Linked DNA regions of Arabidopsis thaliana: region 1 is linked to region 2. A link is a contact called in public capture Hi-C data. All regions are on one chromosome and are shown on one strand. The core of a region is the stretch at or near the end of the contact, and the rest is flanking DNA. Distances in the headings are between cores, read along the strand shown.

Evidence for each region. Capture Hi-C pulls out chosen DNA fragments and counts their contacts.
Region 1: a contact with region 2 is called in a capture Hi-C map of seedling, with 1.7 times the contacts expected there. A contact is called at or near these places in 7 of 26 Hi-C or Micro-C datasets (callus, leaf, root and 2 more), 2 of 2 datasets of targeted methods (seedling and shoot) and 3 of 3 other capture datasets (root, seedling and shoot).

The regions. Positions count from the first base shown.
Region 1 is chr1:10,253,996-10,256,695 of TAIR10.1, reverse strand. AT1G29320 (Transducin/WD40 repeat-like superfamily protein) reads right to left here and starts at 1,446. Exons shown (of 12, transcript NM_102672.4): 1 at 1,260-1,446; 2 at 1,067-1,182; 3 at 491-520; 4 at 248-384; 5 at 1-150. The coding sequence starts at 1,341. It overlaps AT1G29310 (SecY protein transport family protein), which reads right to left. Exons shown (of 7, transcript NM_102671.5): 6 at 2,496-2,631; 7 at 1,904-2,409. The coding sequence ends at 2,170.
Region 2 is chr1:10,206,291-10,208,990 of TAIR10.1, reverse strand. AT1G29200 (O-fucosyltransferase family protein) reads right to left here and starts at 1,414. Exons shown (of 9, transcript NM_001332841.1): 1 at 1,279-1,414; 2 at 480-1,020; 3 at 226-402; 4 at 60-148. The coding sequence starts at 566. It overlaps AT1G29210 (a tRNA gene), which reads left to right and starts at 1,613; the gene lies at 1,613-1,685.

The sequences.
Region 1 (2,700 bases), core at 197-2,696, 48 kb before region 2:
TCCACTTTACCAACCAATATTTCACCAGAACCACATGCTTTCCATGTTTTAGGAGAAGCATCATCCGTGGAATTACCATGTGCATCTGGAAATTTAACTGATCTGAGACTCACATCTCCCTTTTTCGTACATGTAAGCAATGTGCAAGATCTAAGAATACCAAATTTTGTTTAGAAACGTCAATGGCAACACAACATAAAAACATAATTCAATGGGAATTTCAAAGAATTAGTGTAAAGTTATATACCTTTCTGTCTGATCATCTATCTTTTTCCTGAATAAGTGCAGGGCAGAAATTTCGTTATCCTCAGGGGAACAACCATCATCACCAAATACAGAGTATGAGAAGTGAAGATCACCATTACAAGGGTTAATAACCTCAACCTATGGAAAGGATAGAAATGAACAAAATGATTGTATAAATGTTGGCCAGGCTATGGAGATAAATATATTACTCAAATACACATAGCTTAAAGTAAGGAAAACTTACATTGCCATCTTTTCTTGCAACAGCCAAAAGCTGCAATTGGAAGAAAAGAAAAAGAGAGAAAAAGTTATGAGTTACCATTTTGACGCAAATACGGAAACAAGAAGAAATCAAAGTTAAGAACTCAAAATTTGCTAATACATTTCCAAAGCATAGATGTTATCATGTATGCTTAAGAAAGGAGGAAAAAATCTGAAGAGCTATCTTGTAGTAACAGTGGAGTCAGAGATTATGAAACTGTAGCATAGTTGCAAACGAAATGATAACATATTACCGATAAGTTCTCAATTGCAACCAAAACAAAGCCAAAACTCGTGGTTCAAAATGCCAAAGCAAAACAATAAACTAAAACTACCAACAGTCTGATTAGAGCGAGGAATCTAACGAAAACCTCAAATTTGGCTCAAGATTAATACAATGATCTTCAAGTCCAAGAATCACAAATTCAAATCTTATAAGCTAAATTCAAAAAATGAGCTCATTTCAGCAGTAGATATCAATCTGAACCTGATAACTAAGCCACGCCTAGATTCAATCCTCATAGCTTAACATAAACATGAAAAGAATGAAACTTTTTACCGGATTCCTTAACCGGTCATCAATGGAAGCAGCAAGAACACTTCTAGATGCATTCATCTCTCCCCATGTGTTCACTACAGTCGGAATCCCTCTCTCTTGACCACGAGCTTCAGTCACTGCACATCAAAATTGAAATAATCTATTAGAAAAAACGAAACTTCTATATTAAAAACAGAGAGAGCGAAGTGGGCACCTTTTATTAAGCCGAGAGAGTCAAAAGTTAAAGCACGGAATGGTGGGCAACCGAGATTCTCCGGAGGGATGACTCGAGGCATTTTTTATCGCCGCCGTATAATTTGCAGATGCTCGACGACGGAGAAGAGAAGAGAAACCCTTTTTAAAACCCTACGTTTTGATTTTGGTCACCGCTTTTGTTGTCGTATCCCTCCTTCTAAACCGGGTACAAAATCAAAATCAATTCGGGTTACCTGAACCGGGACAGTTAATAAATACTACTTGGTTGTCTCTGTTTATAGTTTGCATTCAATTTTCGTTTCTTGTAAACAAAATGCTAAAGTGTTTGTGTTAAAACAAAAAAGTCAGTTTAATTGATGATTTTTTTTTATGTTCATAAATTGATTAGTAAATTTTTTTTTGATGAATTCTGCTAATCATGAAATTTTTAATTACTGTTGATCTTAATCTAGTGTATATATATGTAAATTTCTACTAAAGGGTTTTGATTGAACCTTCAACCACCTTGTTTCTAAACAAACCGTCTTTGGATGGATGGTGCTTCAGTTGCCAAATCTCGGGTTCTATTTGGAGATTAGCACAATTACTACTATTCTACGATTTGCTGAATTTCAATTCCTCAATCCAAAGATAACATGAGCTCTTAAAGTCCAAATTAGCAAAATAAAACACAGACTAGTAACCAATGGAGAAATTTGGTGTAATTTTTGAAGAAAAAAATTCTAACACAAAGTAACAACTAATAGAGAAAAATCTGTTGGTTAATCAAAAAGTGTCTACCAAAATGCTCTTTTAATCGTCTATTGAACCTTTGAATGAACACATAAGAGGAAAGCTACTTCTTAATTAGGCTTTCAAATTTCTCACTAGTCTTAGCAAAATTTACCCCTTTATATGACTAGAAACAATCAGAATCCAAAGAAACCAAGCTCGCTGGCTTTTTCCTTCTCAAAGGTTTCAAAATACTGATATATGATTGTGACTGCAAGTAAGATTCCAGTCCCCGACCCAATGGCTCCCATGAAATCAGCCAAAACAGTGAGCGCACCGATGCACACTCCTCCAAATGCAGCCGCTGTTGGGATGTACCGGTTCAGCTCCTTTTGTAAGTTGGACTCTCTGTGTCCCGGCATCACCATTTGTTGTTCCTAATCATATTTTACAAATAAATTCACTTTCCATGTCGAAATGTTTAAATTATTTAGCAATGGAGAAAAGGTTTAGGGATTATTACCTTTAGCTGCTTAGCTACATCTCTAGCAGAAGACCCGGAGACTTCAATCCATGTTTTTGAGAATAGGGCACAAGCAGTGAGCATGAAGACGATATAGAACAGAGCATGGAATGGATGAGCTGCCATATCGGCAAAACTGTAACCGTGGAAAACAAATATTCAGAGAACTGGAAATCAAGTATTGTTATATTGATGGGGACACACG
Region 2 (2,700 bases), core at 165-2,664:
AATCAACAAACAAATTTTTTTTATAATAAATTTTGAAAGTCTTGAGGAGTTTAAAATACCTAGGATCTTTCCATACATTGCTGTAAAGAAACCGAGGAAGAACTAGAGTCGCGTTGAGCAGAGCAGCAACCGCAACAGCGTTACAGATCTGCAAGAAACTAACATTCACTATATATACTTTCTTGATGAATCAAATATATAATGATTACTTTGGTATATACTTACAGCCACGCGCTGTTGATTAAGGCCTCCATTTGCACTAACCATGATGTAACCATTGCTTAATTCTCTAGACCTCTCTAATGCCACAGCTGCTTTGTTATTATCTGCACAAGGCTTCCACTGTGATGACTTTGAAGATCTTTCCTCCCGGAAGTTTGGTGTATCGGGTTTGAATTCATTCTTGTAATACAAATGGAGAAGAAGATTATTAATGATTCAAACAAATAACAAATATAATTTCTTACATTTTCACTAACCTTTGCAAGAGAATCCGAAGCTAAGTTTAGAAGACGGCTATACATTTGAACTGGTGAAGCATCTACTGCTCCATTCTTAATTGACATAAACAAAAATTAAGAAGCAATAACAATGGAGGATGTATAAAGAAGATATATTTATTCTCAAACCTTATGCAAAGTCATATTGCTCAACCTTGAAATGTCTTGCACCACGGCTCTACTATCGGAATGAAAGATCGAAACCATAATGGAATCCATACAGAAAATGAAACCGGTGACTGAGATCATCAAAACTATCGACTTAAAGTTCCTACGAAGCCATGAATGTTGCTTCTTCCAAAATTTGTTGCTACTACCACTGCTTTGATCATGCTTAGATCCTTGAGCCTTGGAAACTTCACTTGCATATATTCTTCTACCGAGTAAGAGATCATTACCAGATAAAGAATCCAAACTTCTCCTCCCAAATTTCTCTTCTTTATCTATGGTTTCAGGTCGAGGACTTCTCGGTGATCCCTGTTTCCCCATTAATGATCTGTCTCTTCTCTCAGCTCATAAACTATTTAGGAAATGCAAAATGAATCAAGAACTCTCTCGATGTATGGCAAGCAATTAAGAGATTGATGGAACCAAAATATTCAACAATAAAATATGACAATTGGTGAAAAAAGTGTGGAGGAATCCCGACAGAACAAATTAATTCTAAGTGAAGCTAACATAGTTGTTGAGGAATCTCTGAATTCTTTTTTAATGGGAAGAGTAAAACGCAAGGCAAAAAAAAAAAGTTTTTATAAATAAGAAGAGCCACGACATAAACCTTAATGAAGAAGATTGGGTATGGAGATAGCTACATGTGAACAAATCACACCAGAACAGATAGCTTCTGTTCTTCTGCTTTCTCGTTCGTCGATCGTTACCGATCTCCATGACGGAACCGAATCTTCTATCCTTTATTTAACAATGCGTGTGTTTGAAACTGTGTTATAATACCTAGATCATAGAAATCTGTCAGGAATCTCAAGAAATTTATCCCTGTATTATATTTTACCCATTTTTGTTTTTTTTAGCATAGACCCGAGAATGACTTGTGACGCAAACTTGCTCTTTCATTGTTTTGTTATATAATATTAGATGTAACGGTGTGTCAACTATCCGTTGTAGTCTAGCTGGTCAGGATACTCGGCTCTCACCCGAGAGACCCGGGTTCGAGTCCCGGCAACGGAGTTTTTTTATTTTTATTTTTTCGTTGGGGGTAAATTCTTTTTTCGTTGCTTAGTTTTGAAAAGTGTTATTGCGTAGATGGAAATGAAGGTTCGTTAAAAACAAGGATTAACGGAAAACACTTCAATACTTCATATTTGGAATTGATGTTTTTCACTTGAGACTTGAGAGTATTTTGGCATCCAAAAGGACTTAAACACAATAACCATGACAACTAGAGTGTGTGGAAACTCTTGTAGAGAAACCTCAGTGAAGGACTTATGTGATTTTTAGAAATAGAATTCAATGGTGGACGGATGGTAGAGTTTTCCGCCATAAATGTTAATCCGCATTTTTCCGCCAAAACATGTATTCCTTCCAAAATGTAAATTCGTAGTTTTGCCATAAAAAACGCAAAACTATAATTTTCCAATCAAAAATTGTGATTTCATAAATTTCTCAATTTTGATGATAATCTTGATGAAAATTATTGATTATTATTTTATATTAATTATTAATTAAATTATTATTTAAATGAGTTGGGAAACCCATAAACTCATTTGAAAGAATGAGTTGAGTTGAGTTGGGTTACTCATTTTGACACTCCTACATATAACATTACATAATCGAGACAAAGAGTCTTAAATAAAAACACACATACATAATCGAATCTAATCTTATAAATCTTCCTGCCGCTGCTTCTTCTTCTTCTTCTTCATTCTTCAAGGTTGATTGTTGTCACAATCATGCACATTCTAGTGAATTGGGTCTGTGAAATGATTCACCTCCACCTTTTCATTCTTTCCACCCTTCTTCTTCTGTATGTACTTGCTATTGAATGAGATTGTCGTCACAGATTTCCTAATGGCTCCATATTTCTTCTTCAAATAATGAAACACCGTTGCAACCTTCTTGTCATATCCTTCGTCAGCTTCGAGCTCCACTTCTCTTCTTTAAGATTCTCCAACGTAACATTCACCTTCCTCGCCGCAGATGCAACAGCATGGCTCGTGAATGGGATCTTCCTCTTGGTTGGGAA